2 separate regions of the Mus musculus genome follow, and region 2 is linked to region 1. A link is a contact called in public HiChIP or PLAC-seq data. All regions are on one chromosome and are shown on one strand. Each heading gives the region's core, a stretch centred on a gene start, on an enhancer-like site or on the middle of the called end of the contact. The rest is flanking DNA. Distances are from core to core; before and after follow the strand shown.

Region 1 (3,788 bases), core at 829-3,328:
TCACATAACCTCTCCGTGTGACCTTGGACAGGTTACTCAACCATTTTGCCCTTCTTCCTGAAAATGAGAGCAATACCCTGTACCTCTTCATGTGGTTATGTGCACTAAAGGAGGCTCTGGGTGCCTAGAAGAGCAGGGGGCATCTGGAAAGCATGAAGCTATGGCTACCTAAGAAACAAGGCAAAGCCTGCTTCCACTTATAATGCAGACAGCAATGCAATACATTCAACAGGAGCTCATGAAGAAGACATTTCCAGAGCATCATCGAGGAGGCACACAGAAGGCAGCTGCCGGACTCTGCCGCCCTGTTCTCAGGTAGCCGCCAAGGGCTGCAAGGGGTGGGGGTGGGGTGCACAGCTGCAGCTCAAGGGCTACAGACATGCTGTTCTGGAAGATGCAACTGTTCTGGAGGTGGTTGGCAGTGACGGTTACACAAGTGTGAATGTGCTTAATGCAACGAAGCTGTGCACTTAAAAAATGGTTACGTTAGGACTGGAGAGATGACTCAGTCGGTAAGGGAGCTTGCTGTATATGACCAGAGCTGGGGTGGAGGAGGACAGTGGGGTGCCCAAGTTCAACCTGGGGAACACACATAAAGATGGAAGGAGAAAACTGACAATACACACACACACACACACACGCACATGCACACCACAAAATTTTTTAGAATTAGTTAAGCTGGTAAAATTTATGTTATATCCACCAACTTAGCACAACTTTTTAAAAAACACCCTGCTAGTTTAGCTTTTGAATTCCCTCCAAAGGCCCATGTGTTGAAGGTTTGGTCCCCAGCTTGTTGTTCCTGGAAGTAGTAGAACCTTTAACAAATAGGGCCCTGTGTCATCAGGGACACGCCTTCGAAGGGAATTGGGGGCAGGGGGCTGCCGTCTGTTCTCTCTTGGTTTTTCCTTCCTAACCAAGAGGTGACTACTTTTGTTCTGAAGCAGGCTCCTACCACAGTGTTGTGCCCCAGGACCAGAGCCATGGGCCAACTGACCATAGGCTGAATTTATGAACCCTAAATAAATGACCATTCTTCTGTACAAGCCAGTTTTATCTAGGATGTTTCTTATAGCAACAGGAAGCTGGCTGACCCAGGCCTTTGGATGCCCATCAACTCACTGCTCCCTGGCTACTCCAGGGAGAGGTAGGTCTTTCATAAAAGAGGTATAATCTCAATTAGACTAAATTTCTCTTGGGGTAGGGATTCATTAGTTCAACTTTTGGCACACAAGGAACAGTCCTTTCTGTAGCCGGAATAAGGGGGGGGCACCTCTATGTAAATGCCAGGGGCGCAGCCATAAAAGCATCTCCCACAGGAGGACCTAATTGAGAACTGCCTGAGAGACCAAGGATTGTTCGTGCAGAGAATGCCAGCCAATCAGGAACTGCTGTTCAGAAGAGATGCTTTCTTGGGATGAATGGAGCTCAGGTGGAGGGTATTAAAGGAGCTTGCAGCAGCACTCAGATGAGCTTGCTGCAGTTTCTCACTTGCTCCCAGAGTCTGTGTCATTGACTCTACGCCACCTCACCTCCAACCCCCCAGGGCAGGTAGGGTCAGGCGTCGAGTAGTCCAGGGCACAGGCAGCATCTTTCCTGGTGTGAGTAGCAAGCTGATTACAGAGGCCCCTGAGAAGGGTTTGCATGAACACTGCAACTGGGACTGTTAACCCACAACAGTTCTCCAAGCCTGAGAGTCCCTCCTAGTTCCTACCCCGACTATGCCCCTAATACATGCCCTCCCCTGGCCCCAGTTGTGTCTCACAAACACATGGACTCCCCCCAGCTCCTGCGGTTTCTAAGCCAGCAGCCCCACAGATCACCATCTCTCTTTCTTCTGAGACCTGGACTAAGACAGCCATCAGTCTATCTACAGAACAGCCTTATTCCTGCCCACTGAGTCCGAGGGAAGGCTCTGCCACGGACGCTGCAGAACTTGCCAGGAAGAGGCAACATAAAGGGGCTTGTAAGCCAGGCCAAGGGCTTCTCTTTCTAGCAATCCAAGCAAGCAGGGAAGGGATGGAGATAGCAGCCCCAGACAGGCACCAGCCCAGCCAGATGCCACAGCAGGCCCTGGGGAGAACTTGCTGAGATGTTTCCTATTAGGGCAAGAAGCAACAGCTGAGAGGGCGGAGCATGAATCCAGCACAATTTCCTTTAACATTTTCGGTCCTAGGGAGCCAAAGGGCTGGGACACAAGAGGCTGGGCAGAGCACACAGTCTCTGTAGAAATGACTGGTGGCTTTTTTGTTTTGTGTTGTCGTTGTTGTTTTAAATGCTATTTCTTTCTCTCCCCCCACTCCCTGCCCCCCACCCCCACCTCTTGGAAATGCCATGGCATGGGGAATCTGGTACTTTGGCCAACACCAAAAGGCTCTCTCATGTCTCCCTGGCAGGCGCTATAGAAACAAGGGCTGGCTGCCTGCCTGCCAGTCCTCTCACCCTCTCTATCCAAGCTCTTCATGGTCACTCAGCCACCCTATCCTGATCAGCTAGGAGCTGTCCAGCTTAGAGCCCCTGGGAAGTCTGGCAACTCTTGGTGGGGAGCCTGGATACTTGACGGAGCCTGCAAAGTCACCCTGCTGTTGGACAATATCTTGGCACTGTTCAGAACTGTCACTGGGCGGGAGGGTTTGTCCACACCTGCTCTATTTGCTTGTCCCCTGTGCCTTACTCCCACAGTCCGCTTCCTCACTGAGAAAGCTGACATCCACACCCTCTGGGAATCAGAAGCCCTGCCTGCCGCATCACCAGCTCAGATGCATCCTGAGGACGACGTTCAGATGTCCTGGCTCCTCAGTAGATTTCAAAGGGCTCCTGGCCAAAAGGATGCTAATCAAATAGTTCCCTGAGAAATCTGTCATTCCTACCTGTGAGCTTCAGTGTCTGTATCTATGAAGTGAGAGACTTAGACTCACTGGTCCCTTCAGCATGAGCCTTTGTGGTCATGGTCCCATCTTAGGTTCCCTGGTGTCCACCGAAGCTCAGCTTCCTAAGAATATCCTTGTAGACCCTAGATATAGTCGAGAACCTTCTACATTTTAGACACTTAATAGGTGCATATCAAAATTGTTAAATAAGTGAGTAGATTTAATGGGGTGGAGTGGGGTGGGGTGGGGATCAAGCTGAAAAAAAATTTTTTCAAAGAGCTCTCCAAGAGCTCTCATATTTTTCAAGTTCAAATGACTTTTCGGTGGCCTTGACCTGAGAAAGCCTGCGCTGTGAATTCTCTTTGTGAAGAATAACACGGGGCTTACTGAATGGCACCCTGACAAGTCCTTACAGAAGCTGAAATAGTCCTCACTCGATTCCATCTATTGTGTCTGCCTTGCTGCTCCTGTCTGTCTGTCTGTACACAACAGTGCAGGTGTGCGAGAAGCACAGGTTTCCAGGACATGGAAAGAAGAGGATGGAGACAGGAAATAGCTATAAGGGGGTAGCCTGGTGCACACAGCCACGATCTACAATGTGACACAGAAAAAAAAATCCCTCAATTGCCACTAACCTCTGCCTTGCCTGAAGCATCTCTTCCTGCTGTGAGGGCACACAGCAGGCTGGGCTTTTGCCTGGACAGAGTTGATGCACTCCCATGACAGCGACACAGCCTCAGAGCACCCTCAAGCCACTACTTCACATTACACTTGTCACTACTCCCGGGGCTGGGGCTTCGTGCTTAACACTGGCACTGAAAATTGCTTGTTGATATCACTGGGGCGTTTTGAGAAGCCAACCTAATAGATATATTTTTAAAATGTATTTTTAAACAACGCTGTTGTTCTGAGAATGAC
Region 2 (3,788 bases), core at 474-2,973, 90 kb after region 1:
GCTATCTGGCTAATATCACACATACCCAGTTGGCACAAACAGTGGGCATACTGGACCTTCCTTGCTAGGTGTCTTCTGTCCTACCCCTCCTCAGAGGTGGTCCTCATCAGATTGGACTGTATTGTTATCTGCCTCATCCCTTCAACCAACTCCCTGACAATAGCTACATAAAAAGGAGAGTCTTCAGGGCGTGGCGGCAAACGCCTTTAATCCCAGAATTTAAGAGGGAGAAGCAGGTAGCTCTCTGGATTTGAGGTCTGGCTGGCCTATATAGTGAGTTCCAGATCAGCCAGGGCTATATGGTGAGACCTCCTCTGAAGTGAGAGGGGTTACTTTCACTGAATTCTAAGGGATGAAGTCCATCTTGGCAGGGAAGGTTTAGTCCCAGGTGCCGAAGCAGCTGGTTACTTTGTGTCCACAGTCAGGAAGCAGAGAAGGGCCTGCTTTCTCCCTTCATTTCAGCCTGGCTGTTAATTAACCTGATCTAGAAACTCCCTCATACGGGTGCCCAGAGATTTGTCTCCGGGGTGATTCTAGATCCTATCGATTGACAATCCATAGTAACCATCACTAGGACCCTTTGTCAGATGCCCCCTACTGTGCGCCCTTTATTCCTCCTCTTCCTCCTCAGTCTGCCTCAGCGACTTTTTTTCATAAATATCATCTTGTGATCCAGCCACTTCTTCCCTTCTCCGGATCCCTCCCTGGCCCCTCTCTAGGGGCTGAGTGTCTTTCTACCCCTGTTCCCTGTCTTGGCTGAATGATTGAGTGTTTTAATTTGTTTCCCAGGCGCAGTCTCTATGGCTCTGCTCTCTGTAATTCACACGGCAGCAGTCTGCTGGGACGTGTATAAAGTCAGTACTGAGAGGGCTCAGAGACGTGAGACACCAAAGAGCGGAGGGACAGGGAGAAGCGCAGGAGCCCCGCCCGAAAGAAAGGCTGGTGCGGGCCGGCTTGGAGCAGATCAAAGCAAGCAGAATGCTGGCTGCAGCGGGAGGTGGGGGGGGGGGGGGGGGCAGGAAGTTCTGTTACAGACAGGGCTGCAACTATCATCAGAGAAGCTGGAGAAATGAGGCTGCCTCTGACCCCTGCATTCTGGCCAATTACATAAAGCCCGGTACTTCTAAACAGCTCCCCTGATGGTTCTAGAGCTCACTCAGGACTACAAACAACAGGTTCAGCGGCAGACCTACAGGGAGAGGGAGAGAAAGGACTGTGAGGTGACCACATCTCCCTTCAAGCCCACACAAATATCCGGACACTGTGGTGGAAGCCCTGGGTAAGGGGGCTTGGTCCTAAAGAAGAGTCTTCGTGCAAAACTAGAATTCTGGGGTGGGTGTGGGCTGCTGCTTAGATGTCCCACAGAGGACCCAGAGTGAGGGACACCTCCACAGGCTGGTGTCTTTACCACTTGCTTTCCCAGTGTCACCTCCATGATCCTAGCTCTTCAAGTCCTCCCTGATCACAAAGACCCTGCAAGAATAGCAGCTCCTAGTCATTTCACAGGCAAAAGCAGAGTGCCTACTGTGTTCTCTCAGAAGAGGAGATGGAGACCTACAGGGTGCCAAGCTCTCACTGCGCACAGAGGGTGAGCCTGGAGTCGGTCTCTTTATATGGCGCATAGGAAACTAAAAGCCTGCTACTGCTGTTAATCAGCCCTGGGTCTACCAAAGAGCTCGGAGGTAATCCGCAGGAAGGTGGCCTCTGAGCTGAGGCTTCCTGGAGCTCTCGGAGTCTTTCACCGCCCTTCATCTCTCTGAGTGTCCCTTGAGCATACCTCAGCCTCTCTCTACAGGGAACTAGGCACCACTGCAAATTGCAATGAGGTTCTCAGCTGGAAGAGTATCTTATACCCCAGGCAAGCCAGAGCCTAGGGCAATGACCTGTAAACAGATTCCCTCACGGAGTGGTTGTTGAACTGGATAAAATACAATGGTGCTTTTGTGCTTTTTGTTGGGGGAAGAAACAGAAGGAACAAAAAGTCTTGCCCAGGGCCCTCCACCTGCCATTGTGGCCTGGGTTCCACAAACTCGGGAGCTCCCTGTTAGCATTTTGTCTAAGCTCCGCCCCACAGTTACCTGGCAACAGCCAGGTGTGCCTGACTCAAGGTAAAAGGGGCTGCATGTCCCCCATCTTGATCTTGCCTTCCTGCTCCCACTTTCTCCCCCTTCCCCCTGCCGCCAGTGCTCATGGCCAGCCTCTACTCCTCTACTTCTCTCTCTCTCCCTCCCCCTTTCTCTGCCTCTACCACCCTCTTAACTCCCCTCCCTATACCCTCAATAAACTCTATTCTATACTACACTGTGGTCGTGTGGCTGGTCCCTCAGGGAGAAGGGATACCTTAGCATGGCACCCCCTCCCCCACACCTGACTACACATCCACAAAACATTCCTCCTCTCTGTCTTTTTATAAACACATCACTCCTAGACACTGATAGACAGAACACAGAGAGCTGAGATGCCACACCTCTGGCCACTAGGAGCTCTGGTGCAAGTGACCGGGTGTTGAGAAGACTGAGGACTGCTGTGGTGCACAGCCATGAGCCCAGGAATTTGTGTGAGGTGAGCAAAACAGCTGCCAACCTTGCGAGGACAGCTAGGGGCCGGAATGGCTTGGATATCCTGGCAGACAGACAGGGGTCTGTGCATGGGGACCAGCACCATGGATGTACACACACAGATGTACATCCCTGAGGGATGATGGATGCAGAGTGAATGAAGGAGGCTGGAGAGGAGGCACACTTCAATCCTGCAGCCATATGTCACGATTTCACTGTGTTGGGAACATAGATGAATACATTTGTGTCTTCCCACAGTGTCATAATAAACTCACCAGCTATGGAAGTGTTGTTGGCAGCAATTTGCCAAGTAGCTCTCTCTCCTTGCTATGCAGCCAAGGGAAGGACAGGTTCTTTTGTTCCCATCGTAACTAATATAAACCCTCAGAACACACATGACACATCAGACAGTCAACAGACGGACAGACGTGTAGGTTAAAGAATGGCTACAATGAGTTGACAGAGTTTCAGAGAGGCCAAACTTAGAGGCAGCAGTGGGATGCTGCTAAGAATGTGAAGGGAATTTCCATGGGAGACCAGGTAACCAACCAGGTTTGGAGTTCTGCTAGGTGCTGCTGTAGAGTCAAGTTAGCTGGAGCCTGTAGAGGTGAAGGGTTGTTGGACCAGATCCAAACAAACAAAGGAATGAATGGGTAGGTGGATGGAATGAAAAGATGGAGAGAAGAAGGAAAGAAGGAGCCAGGTGGTGGTGGCACACGCATTTAATCCCAGTATTTGGGAGGCAGAGGCTGGTGGTTCTATATAAGTTCAAGGCCAGCCTGGTCTACAAAATATGTGGCCAGGACAGCCAAGGCTACACAGAGAAACCTGACTCAAGAACCTCAGGATGTTCCCTAGCAATTCCAAATCCAGACAAAGTAATGAACATTAACCATTGAACTCTGTGACTCGTTATCATCATAAATACATTGCGGATCTATTCCGTGTGGTCCTGAAAAGCATCTGTGGGAGTACAACCCCATCTCTGCGCTCCTATAGCTTACAACCTGTAAAGGAGAGAGAAAAAGAAAGATTGAAACAACCACGTTCAAAGAGGGCTGTGACGGACCTGCCCCTCAGTTCCTGTCCTTCTGACCCCTAAGTCTTCCCTCCCCCTCAATCCACTGCCCAGTCCTGGCCCAGGTCACCTCTCTCTAGGACACCTCCACGAACCTCTCTCTGCCTGCAGCCCAGCAGCTCTCTCCCTTCTTCTCCAGCTACCAGAAAACA

The links. HiChIP or PLAC-seq counts read pairs in DNA pulled down with a chosen protein or histone mark.
Region 2: a contact with region 1 is called in an H3K4me3 HiChIP or PLAC-seq map of craniofacial prominence, with 3 times the contacts expected there. The contact joins two enhancer-like sites. A contact is called at or near these places in 18 of 484 Hi-C or Micro-C datasets (the G1E-ER4 cell line, the NIH/3T3 cell line, bone marrow-derived dendritic cells and 12 more), 7 of 115 datasets of contacts at active chromatin or transcription factors (the 230-238 cell line, craniofacial prominence, embryonic stem cells and 2 more) and 4 of 9 other capture datasets (adipose tissue, embryonic stem cells, liver and 1 more).

The regions. Positions count from the first base shown.
Region 1 is chr1:180,456,408-180,460,195 of GRCm38.p6, forward strand. The region is part of intron 1 of Stum (mechanosensory transduction mediator); the gene reads right to left. Among named protein-coding and RNA genes, the nearest start is that of Stum, 25 kb to the right of the region's middle. Within about 2 kb of position 2,079, at least 21 of the 459 cell types and tissues checked have an H3K27ac peak or open chromatin away from gene starts, as enhancers often do. A contact at or near this core is called in craniofacial prominence, where this site is marked.
Region 2 is chr1:180,547,103-180,550,890 of GRCm38.p6, forward strand. It overlaps Gm31986 (a long non-coding RNA gene), which reads right to left. Exons shown (of 4, transcript XR_001779573.2): 3 at 3,452-3,565. Among named protein-coding and RNA genes, the nearest start is that of Parp1, 20 kb to the right of the region's middle. Within about 2 kb of position 1,724, at least 89 of the 459 cell types and tissues checked have an H3K27ac peak or open chromatin away from gene starts, as enhancers often do. A contact at or near this core is called in craniofacial prominence, where this site is marked.